2 separate regions of the Danio rerio genome follow, and region 1 is linked to region 2. A link is a contact called in public Micro-C data. All regions are on one chromosome and are shown on one strand. Each heading gives the region's core, a stretch centred on a gene start, on an enhancer-like site or on the middle of the called end of the contact. The rest is flanking DNA. Distances are from core to core; before and after follow the strand shown. Region 1 overlaps trim54 (tripartite motif containing 54). Region 2 overlaps mpv17 (mitochondrial inner membrane protein MPV17).

The links. A called contact is a pair of places that touch in the nucleus more often than the background predicts.
Region 1: a Micro-C map of caudal fin shows a contact between it and region 2, with 2.8 times the contacts expected there. The contact joins two enhancer-like sites. A contact is called at or near these places in 5 of 18 Hi-C or Micro-C datasets (caudal fin, embryo, hematopoietic stem cells and 1 more).

What each region holds. Positions count from the first base shown.
Region 1 is chr20:42,031,258-42,037,558 of GRCz12tu, reverse strand. trim54 (tripartite motif containing 54) reads left to right here. Exons shown (of 9, transcript NM_001045025.2): 2 at 3,066-3,238. Among named protein-coding and RNA genes, the nearest start is that of trim54, 4.6 kb to the left of the region's middle. Within about 2 kb of position 3,183, at least 7 of the 62 cell types and tissues checked have an H3K27ac peak or open chromatin away from gene starts, as enhancers often do.
Region 2 is chr20:41,960,461-41,966,221 of GRCz12tu, reverse strand. All of the region lies in intron 2 of mpv17 (mitochondrial inner membrane protein MPV17), which reads right to left. Among named protein-coding and RNA genes, the nearest start is that of mpv17, 11 kb to the right of the region's middle. Within about 2 kb of position 1,696, at least 4 of the 62 cell types and tissues checked have an H3K27ac peak or open chromatin away from gene starts, as enhancers often do.

The DNA.
Region 1 (6,301 bases), core at 1,934-4,433, 70 kb before region 2:
ATTTTTAAAATGTAATAACATTATTATACACTGTAAAATTATTTTGTAAACTAGCAGTTTTTGTGATTCACGTTGTTTATTGATGCTTTTATTTATTTGTTCGTTTAATTTTGTTGTTTGTTTTTGTGGAGTTTTCAAAAAAAAAAAAAAAAAACCTCAATATCAATGTTACAATTTTTTTTTTAAACAATAGCTCAGGGTAAACAAGAACATTCAAAAGCCCTCAGTCCCCCATCCCACCCCAAAGGAGGAGATTAAAAAACGCACACAACAACATAAGCACCTACAAGAATTGCAACTAAATAAATATACATAAAATATAAATAACACACACAAACATTAATAAAAAGGGCAGAGATCTTTCTTGAAAAAAAAAATCATATAAATCAGTGAAGAGATGTGTTGTATTCCTGACAAAATTAATTACAAAAGTTTATTTATGCTTTTGAATTACATTATCGGACCTTGATCTTTCTTCCAATAACATATAACCTTGAAAAGTTTAAAAATGTGCCGTTTATGAACCTTTTTTATACTTTAAAGTGATATGTTGTCTGGGTTGGTGCTCTATACGGTACCGAATTGTGTGAAACCTAGCATTTTTTTTTACACTTTGGCATGTTCAAGTGTGTTCAGTTAGTGTTGGAGCAAAACTCTGCAGGGACACCAGCCCTCCAAGATCGAGTTTGTCCATCCCTTAACTAATTGATCAGATATTAAAATGTTTTAAGTTATATTGTTAATGATGTTGTACAGTATTCCCTTAGCTGAGGCCTAATATGAAACCAGAACTCAAAGTACCATAGCATCTGTCATACAGAGATTAATGATCCATTTAGGCTTTCTTTTTTGTGCCAATCTCTTTTACTTTGCTCCTTTTGGCATTAGTTTATTCATCTCATCATCAAGACAAGTTCATCCTTTAGCAGTCATTATTAGTGTTGTTTCTTCTCTCTCTGCGAAGTGAGTGCCATTAGGTCAGACTTCAACATGACTGAGTGCTTCTAATTATACTTTTAACAGTTATAAAAGATATCTGATGGGAACATTACACATTTTTTTGGGCAAATAGATTGATTCTGGCTGGAAGTGCATTCACAGCGTAAAACATATGCTAGAATAGTTGGCGGTTCATTCTGTTGTGGTTACCCCGGATAAATAAGGAACTCAGCTGAAGGAAAATTAATGAATAATACAATAATAATAACACATTTAATTTACAAAGCTCCTTTAAAAGTTACTTTTTTAAAGTGCTTTGCCTACAAACCTCATTTATTAAAGGGAACAACAGTAAAAGATCAAAACAGATTATTGAAAACATGTTAATTAAAAGCAGTCCTAGACAATTCATCATTATATATACTCCAGACTGTTGTAAATACGCTGTAGGCCATTTACAGATGTGGATTAAAGGTAAAAATATTCATAAGACCTTGGTATTATCAGGAGTCATGTAAATTAGTTTGCCTCTATATGTTTAGACTCTTAATCATTAGCACATTTCACACAGACATTTTCAGTAAATCCTCCTCAAATATTCAGCCCGATATCACGAGTAAACATAACTATGTATATTGTCAGAAAAGTAACTATTCATACTCATTCACTGATATGTAAATGTAGATTTTTTTTTTTTTTTAAAGGAGATGTGCCTTCAAACTCCACTCCTGTCCCTACCCCTCATTGGTGGATGAGCAAATCAAACTGAAATGTATGAATGAGATTGAAATGAATATTTTATTAATTTCTCAGTGGATATAGGCAATGTATTTCGGTGCATGAAAAACAGATATAATTATTAAAATAATATTTTAGTCACCACACATATTTAGAAATCGAAAGATAATACAATAAAAAATCAAGCAAAATATACAAAAATAAATAAATAAATAAAAATACAACCTACAAAGTTTCAACAATTTTTTTTACTTATTTATTTAATCATTTTGCTTCTCTTGTTTTTTTCCTTTTTAAAAATTTTGTATTTAATATTTTTCTATAATAAAAATTTGGGTGTACTAGTTTTTGGATCGTTATCATATATGTTATTTTGTCAGACAAGCTCCAGATTTGGCTTCAGTACTGACTAATCTAATGTATATGCACAAATATAATATTATATAGCTTCCTATTAAAAACATGAATTTAAAAGATTTCTGTATGGTCAAAGTAACTTTAAAAAATTACTGTAATTTGTTTCAGCTAAATGTATTTATTGAGGGCACATAAGCAGTACCTGAAGATATCTTTGTCAGAGTAACTAATAGACTAACGTTACTGTTGTTAAAGCCTCGACCTGGCAGTATTACAAACATGTTTTAAAAAAGATATGTTGCCATCGCGAATGCTTTCTCATTCATTCATTCATTCATTTACATCTCGGCTTAGTCCCTTTATTATTAATTTGGGGTCACCACAGCGGAATGAACCACCAACTTACCCAGCATATGTTTTACACAGCGGATGCCCTTCCAGCAGCAACCCATCACTGGGAAACACCCATACACTCCCATTCACACACATAGTACACTACAAACAATTTAGCCTACCCAATTCACCTATAGAGCATGTCTTTGGACTTGAGGGGGACATACAAACTCCACACAGAAATGCCAACTGATCCAGCCGGGGCTTGAACCAGCGACCTTCTTGCTGTGAGGTGATCGTGCAACCCACTGTGCCACCATAACGCCCTGATGCTTTCTTATATAATATGGGAATGCTTCTCTTGTCTAAATAAAATTTACTTTGGCCACAGACTTTCTTCACATTTGAATCAAGTAATGGCAGATGGCAAAACATGACCTGGCGAGTTAAGTAAACATGAATTAGATTGTTATATAGAGTGTATTTAGAGTTACTATAATAAATAAGGTAACTTTTTTGCTTTAAAATCAGAATCCATAATTTTTCACTTAATCAAATATAAAAACGTACTTCAAATGAAAGACAAGGTAGATTCAGCACTTTTTTCAGTGCATTAAATGTTTAATGTCTGTGAAATGCTATTCCATCAAGTTGTTTGCTTTTAATGGCACCCCTTTTTTTGTCTTTCATTGCTCCAGGCCTCCAACCCTCTTTGGCAAAACCGGGCCTCAACCACTGTGTCCACAGGGGGGCGTTTCCGCTGCCCATCATGTCGCCATGAGGTGGTTTTGGATCGGCATGGTGTCTACGGCCTTCAGAGAAATCTGCTAGTGGAGAATATCATAGATATCTACAAATCAGAATCCACCAGGTCAGTCTTGTGTTGGGCTAGCCTGTGAACCAGTTCCAAGTTCCACCAAGGATAAACATTTCTCTTCTCGAAGCACTTACATTAATTAAGTCTATTTGCTGTTCATACTTCAAAGCCGTGTTCTGTATAGAGATCCAGCAACGCCCCAAGCTGTTGTGACACAACACTCTTGTGACACAACACTACAGTACCTGACACTTCTTCTGTTTCATCAATGAAGCTGAAACCCGGTGTAGTGACACATATATGTGATTTACTCTTATGTGGGAGATTTTCTGCCACGTCAAGTAAACACAAACAAAGACATGGGACCTGAGGCTCTGGTGACTGTAGCAATCGTTTGCCAAACCAGACTAAATATAACTAGGACGCTTTATCCCTGTGGCAATAAACAATGTGTCATGAGACCTCCTGTGAAAAATATGCGTAATTGGGTATAATAAGACTGATAGACTTTGAAGCCTTTTGTAACAAACGCTTTGTTTATTATGAATACATAATGTACATGGTCTTAGTGTCTTTGGTAAAAAGCCGGTACCTAAAAGAGGTTGTTTCAAAGGCACATTCTGATTGATGATGGGACATTTTCTCCATGCTTTTAAACCATTTTCCGCCATTTAATATGCTTCGTATGTATATAAAAGCACTTCTGAAATTTTAATTTGATGTGGACACTTAATAATTTTATTTAAATGATTATAACTAACTTATTTTATATCAAATATTAAGCAATTTTAGAATTAAAGTGTTTAGTTTAAAGAATTTTAAATGTAAAACGACAAAATTGCTCTTACTGTAAAACCTTTTATTAGACTGACCCACTTTTACTTTTAACTTACTATAAAAGGAAATTCAGCAAAGTTTTATCAGGAAAAGTGTTACAATTGTTATCATGTATTCAGTTTTAAAATCGTATCTAATTTATCTTGTGTTTATTTGTTTCTGGTCTTGTATTTACTTTTAATGAAATGTTTTCTCATGACTTTAGCCTTTGTTGGTGACATAACATTTCATTATTATTATTATTATTAATCCCATGCTCATCATCTGATGGTCAACTATTACTGTTGTCAATGAGACAGTAGCCTGGTTCCCTAAATTTAGTATGTTTGGTTATTAGTTGTACTAGTATCATGTGTTGTTGGATGAAATCCTAATGTCTGTGTGTTTCTATGTTCTGCTAAAAGCCAACATTCTTGTTAAGTTAGGCCCAGTAACCTTTCAATATTTTCCTGTTTAAAAATAGAAATAAAGAAATAACACAATATAGATAATATAGACATTTTTTATGGAACATTTACTTCCAGTTGTAGTTTGCCTTGTGTAATGCTGTATTGTCACTCAGAATTCCTGACACTGTGGAAGTAAATGCATTTTTTTTTACTATTTCCATTATTTCAAGAACTTATTCTAGAGCTGTCAAGAACTTGTCTATTACATAATCATAAAATTTATCCTTTAGCTTGATCATTTATGATTTGATAGCAATAGTTACACTATAAAACATTCTTGCTGCTTTATTTTATTTTAATTTAAACAAACTATTTTAGTCATCTCAATTTGCATAAGTCAAACTGACTAAAAATATAGTATTAAGGATTTAAGATTTATTTCGCTACGTAGGGAGCGGGGGTTTTATTTGTTGCATCGTTCCCTCATAGCAAACTAAGGCAAAGTATAGAACACAAAAAAGGTACTTGACTAAGTAAGAGATGCTATTAACAAAATGATAAACACAGTTGCTATAAAAGCCCTCAGATTCACGTCAACAAAAGGACCGTCACTCCAAAAACTGAAACACATGATCAGACTTTCATTAAAGATTACCAAAAACACTAATTTTTTAGATGATTAGCTTGACCAAATAATGATAAAACATTTTTTTTTTACCATTGTTGGATTGCTTTTGAAACATTTGATGGAAGTGACATTTAAAATAAAAATTGCGTTTAATGTTATTTATTTAGCAAAATTAAAGGACAAAATACGTTTGCAATAAACATTAACAAGTTCTACGTCAGATATATTTAAATTAAACAAGATTAGGCCAGTGAATCTAGCACTTGTGTTACTTTGACCCACCTGTGTGTTAAATTCGTCCCTGCTGATGGGGTCAAAAGTAACAATGTGCAATTTTTGTTTCAAGGGAAGTGATATTGGTGTTGTTCTTTATTGATAACACGTGATTTTGATAGACCACTCTTGTTAGTAACCACAGCAAAACTATATTTCTGTTAAGAACATTATCTTTCAAAAATAAGTTTTTATTAAAAATGTTACTTTCATCCCCCTCTCCCCTATAACATTATGTAAGCTTTGTATAACTAAAATAAATGTTGACCTAGTTAACATGACTTTATCATGGTATTTTTACAAAATAAATTAAAAAAACGAAATTATTATATTTATATAGATATGTAAACCATATATTCATTTTACAGACTGTAAACATGACCGCTCTATCGCTAGACACCCACTGGATGGCAGTCTTTCATAAACAGAGTCTCCGTTTTGATCACACTGACTGCCAATACACCACACATACAAACCAGCTCTTTTCGCTAGACAAGACAGATTAAGACAGAGGCTTTTTGAAAAGGTCTGTGTGAGTGATGTGCTCATTTTAGGACAGAATATCATAGTAGTTGCATCAATCACTTTTAAACGCAGCACCTGTCTTAAATGTCTATCAAAGTTTTGCTCTCAACTTGGTGTTTCGCCTCAGGGGAAGTCAAATTGTACTTCAGATGTCACAAAGAAATGTTGCTTGTTTTGTATGGTTTATCATTACGCACCAGTTTGAGAAGCAGCATCGAGTGCTATACGGAAGTGTACTAAGAATGTATTTTAGAAAAAGTTGGATTCCTCAAATTAATTTGAGATTTTATTTGGCTAGAAATGAGGCAGAGAACATGAAATTGAACACGGAATCTTTGCTAACGTTACTTGAAACAAATACGTTTTGGATCAAGTAAAAAGTTATATTAGACATCCAAGTTTATGAAATACATAGTTTATATTTCTAGAATGTCCATCTCACAATATATTGGACATTTTGTGGCG
Region 2 (5,761 bases), core at 447-2,946:
CCCATTCAAGTTTACCCAACTATGACGACTTCTGCTCCTGAGAAAACCAGAGAGGTCCATAATAATTTACCTTAATAAAATAATATAATAATGTTTTTAAATAATAATATTTTTTGTGTGTATTTTGACTAGAATTTTTTAGAATGATAGATGGATGGAAAGATGGAATAATAGATAGAACAATAGAACGATGAATGCATGGATAAATGGATGTTGACTAGAATTTTTTAGAATGATAGATGGATGGAAAGATGGAATAATAGATAGAACAATAGAACGATGAATGCATGGATAAATGGATGGATAAATGGATAGATGGATAGATAGACAGACAGAATGATAGAACGATGGATGGATGGAGGGACGGATGGAATGATAGAACAAAAACATAAATATATAGAACAATAGATAGAACGATAATGGAAAGATGGAATGATAGAACGATGGATGGATTGATGGATGGATGGATGGATAGATGGAACAGATAGATAGATAAAGACAGACAGACAGACATAATGATAGAACAATGGATGGATGAATGGATAGAAGGATAGCTCAATAAGAAGACCAATAGAGAACAATAGACAGAAGGATAGATAAAACAAAACTAGACAGAATGATGGATGGATGGATGGATGGATGGATGGATGGATAGACAGACAGACAGACAGACAGACGGATGGATGGATGGATAGAAGGATAGCTCAATAAGAAGACCATTAGAGAACAATAGACAGAAGGATAGATAATACAAAATTAGACGGATGGATGGATGGATGGATGGATGGAAGGATAGATATAGATAGATAGATAGATAGATAGATAGATAGATAGATAGATAGATAGATAGATAGATAGATAGATAGATAGATAGATAGATGGAAGGACGGACAGACAGACAGACAGAATGATAGAAAGATGGATGGATAGACGGGCGGACAGACGGACGGACGGACGGACAAACAGACAGATAGATAGGTAGGTAGATATACTGCTTTCGAACCTTCCGATTCCCCCACGCTGTAGTAGGCAGGGTCGCAAATATGTCACACTCAAAAAGGTGAAAAATCAGCATTTAGTTTTGTCTTCAACTGTACATAGTTACTTTTATTTATATTCACCCAGACTCAGGTCTACAACATCAAACATCACATCAGCTAATGTTGGTTTCTCTATTGTGTATGCTAATGAAAAAGCTATATAAAGTCAAGCTGTGACAGCAATGTTTCTGCATCAACACCCTCTCTAAACACAGGCAGTGTTTGTCATTCATTACATTTCATCTTGACTGCCTAAATTGCAGGATCCTTAAAAAAAGCTTCTGTATCCAAACACAGAGCTGTCAGGAAGAAGAAACTGAGCTAAAAACAATCATAAAAAAATGCAACTGCTTTTAAATTTAGAGGACAGCTGCTTCCTCACACTTGCCCAAATATCATGGTTTACAAAGGACATTCTGCTTAACGACAGAACCCGGCGAGGCCACGTAGCCCCCTTTAAGTGACCTAACCTTTTCATAAAATGTCAAGGAAAGACTAATAATCTAGTATAGCAGGTTGGAATGAGCCACCATGCTTTTACTGGGTCATCTTTAAAAAAAAAAAAAACAGCAGCAGCTTTATTGATCACGGTAGGCAGCAGCAGACCAGAGGCGGAGTGAGAGATAAGTGCATGTCGTGAGGTGATAATAAACACTTCAAGTGTTTTCCACTTCTTAGTTTAACTTGACGCTAACATGTTGAGAAGCAAGGAAGAGTAAACTCTGTGTTCTGGGGGAGACATATGAAGAGTTCAGATGCAAAAGCCGCTAAACGTCACTTCCGCCAAAAAAGATAATGACATTGAGTGTATGCTTTAGGCACTTAGTATACCATCAACAAATAGATTTTCTTCAAATTATCCAAATCCCAGCGTCAGCTCATTAAGAAATAACAGTTTGTTGGCAAAAACTGATAAACGCTACTTGCCTTTGACAGCAAAAGCCGATATATATCGAGAACCAATCAGAAGGAGCGAATCAAATCATATGCGTTTAATGTAGCAGCGTGTAGATTCGCCGGCTTTAATGATGAATGCTTTATTCCCCTTTTGATGTCGATTTTAAAAGACGGAGTGTGAACTGGATGAGCCTGTCCGACTGTCAGTGAATGGCAAATGAAAATTTCCCTTACCCTGAAAACTCTGTCCATTATAAGAAAAAGAAAACACAATGTGCAGCCGGAAGTGTAACATGCATTTATAACCTTTTTTTTGCGCATTGACCCTACTTTGAATGAGTCCGATTTACTATGCAATGAACTGCAACTCTATTTCACGAAAGATGAAGTTAAGATGCCGTTCTTTTATCCAACGGGGATGCTATAAGGATAAACGAGACTAAGACCTTAAGTATGGTGAGAATGAATGAATGAATGAATGAATGACAGCTTCTATAATTCCCTGAGAGGCATTCCCTTTTTGACCAGTAGGCCTACCTTGTTTTCTTTGCTAATTTAATCTATTTTTTAAAAGAAAAATATACTATATAAAACTATACATTATTTATATTACTTCATAATTCACATATGTCTGATAAGCTGTTTTTATTAATGGACAATGCACAGATATTGATGTTTGACAATGTTTGTACATTATTTGAATCTACCAAGCTTAGTTTGTAATGTTTACATTGCTCTACTTACATTAAATCTAAATCCCAAATATCAGAAATGACAACAGATTGTTCAGATTTAATTAATGTCCATTTTAATGTTATTGATTAATGCACTTACTTGACAGATTTCATTAATTCATTTTCCTTCTGCTTTTTCCCTGGTTTATCACAGCGGAATGAACCACCACCTACTTGACAGATTTGTATATTATTAATTTTAGGTGGCTTGTGTAATGCGTTTTATGTTTGGTAAAATTATTTCTAATTGCATCTTTAGTGATTTTCAACTAATTACACATTTTTGTCCCAATAGCTGGATTTAGAGGTTTTTGCAAAAAAAAAGCACGAGTGGATTTAGCTTGTTTTGACGCAAGAGAAAATTTACCTTTTTTTAACACCAAAGAATAGTCTAAAGTGACATTTAAAAAAACACTTTAAAACTAAATTTTATTTACTAGCTAATAACCCTATCATTATCTATTAAATAAAACTTCTATACCTAATTATAGGAGCCTGATAGAAAATGCTCATTTTCAAGAAAAGAGGTCTAATGGATTTAGAGGGTTTTGCATCTGAACTCTTCATGTACTTTCATCCTTAAAGAAAACATGGAACTAACATAAAACGGTATCAACATACCGTATCCATCATACGTGTTTTTAACAATGAATGTCTATATATATATAAATATTTTATTGTATGTTAGAAAGGAAACCATATTGTTTCTTTCTTCATGGGAAAGTCTTATTCCTTTAGTTTGGCAGGAATAAAAGTGTTTTTAAAATTTGTAAAAAAAATAATAAAATAATAATTCAATTTGATCAATTTGTTTGTATGATTTAAAGAACATGCAATTTTACATAAGCTTTTTATAGTTTCTGTCCCTGAAAACTGTCAAGACTTACAAGAAGATCATAATGCACTGTTTGTTTAACATTTGCCTTTGTCTGTTGAATTTATATATGCTTGTAATCTATTATGATGTATTTAGATGTATTACTCTCAGAAATGAAGGTATTGGAGCTGTCACTGGGGCATAACCTTTTCAAAAGTAACACACTTGTACCTAAAGGGTCTATAATGGTACCTCCAATTTACATTTTAGATACATTTGAGTACTAATATGTAGATTTGATGTACCATTAACTGCCCTGGTGACTGCAACCTATATTTCTGAGACACCCTATATTTCTAACACCCTAATCAATCTAAATGATTGAATTCTTTCCAAGTAAAGCGATTTAATTCAAGTGAAATAGTATTCACATTGCAATATATATAGCAGAAAAACAAAATATCGCAATGTCAGATTTTTAAACCCTATAACAAAGACGCCGACCCCATCTAACAATAAACACGGTCGCGTTTGTCATTCTGCAGTGCCAAATAAAACCCAATTTACCACACGCTCAGGTGCAATCTGCCCTGGAGCTCCTGCCAACTGTTGTATGGCGCTCATCTATGCTAAATGCCTCTATAAATATGCTTATGTCAGCACAACACTTCTCAGCGTCTGTCCTTGAGCGCGAGTCTCCAGGGAGCAGCGGGCCCTGACTGACGCATCTTCTGCTTAGTGAAATTATCTGTGATCAATTTGGCAGGGATCTATCCGTATCCCGCACGTTCTCCGCAGAGACCAGCAGGCAACCCTTCCCCATTTAGCTGATGAGAGCGCAGTGACAGGGCTTACCTGGGCTATGGTAAACACATTCAAGCCCCCTGTTCGCTCAGATTTGCCCTCATCGGATGACATTGATTTTTTTCTACATTTAGCTCAGATTATGGGGGTTAATGCATCGCTAATGACTTGAAAACGGAAATGTAGCGCCTTCATCCCCCTCCATTCATTCATTTATTCATTCGCTCATTAATCTCTTCCTCTTCGCATTGGTAGCTGTTATAAATAAATCCATTTGTCACATCAACCAAGCGTGATTGTTAAAGCAGAGGTGTGTCAATTATGCACTGCTAGTCACAAAACATGCAAAAGTAAAGCATTCCTATAAGCCTGTAATGTTCTGTCAAGTGTGCTTAACAGGGTATTCAATTAGGATGCAAATAGCTTTGCATCTCCAGTGAAATAAACTTTTATAAAACGTTTAACCTAATCTAGTGTAATGATGCAAGAGTTTTTAATGCTATTATTGTGATTATGGATTACATAAGATGATGTACTGTTTGAGGTCATTAATAGTTGTTAAATGCACTAAACTGATTAAAAATGACTGTAAAAATTTGTATTTTTATATAAACTATTCAAATAATTTTTTTTTTAAATGCTGTACTATTCTTGAAATAATCGTGAGAAAAGTAATCGCAGCTTGCAGAAAAATATTTCTAAAAAAATATTAAATAATTGTCTTATTGTTCTAAATCAGGGGTCACCAAACTTGTTCCAGGAGGGCCGGTGCCCTGCAGATTTTAGCTGCAACCCTAATCAAACACACCTGAACAAGATAATCAAGGTCTTACTTGGTACTTGAAACATCCAGGCAGGTGTGTTGAGGCAAGTTGAAGCTAAACCCTGCAGGGACACAGGCCCTCCAGGGCCGAGATTGGTGACCACTAATCCAAATGAATGCATTTTTTAAAAAATGCTATGAAAAATGACATTTAATTAAAACAAACATCTAAAAATAGATCTTTATATCGTTTGATGTCATTAATAAGTTGTAATGCATTAAATTGACTGTATTATTCTTGAAATAATTGTGATTATTAATTTTAACTGAACGTGTTATTCATAAAACTTAAAAGAAAATCTTTTATAAGGTTTGATGCTACATCATTTTTGTAATGCATTAAACTGATAATAATGACAGTAAAGATGTTTATAATTACATAAAATATTCAAATTATTCATAATTATTCTGTATTGTCCTTGAAAAAATAGTGAAAGAAGTATCACAGTTTGCATAAATATAAAATAGTTTGTCTTAAATACTGTAGAATTCTTGAAAGAATTGTGAAAAAGTATCACAATTTAAAGAAAACTATTTATAAATAAATCTAAAACAATTGTGTCATATTAATCAAACTAAACAAGAATTTGCTACAAAAGATGACATATAATTAACAAAAACAAAAAACCCTTTAAAGCATTTCATG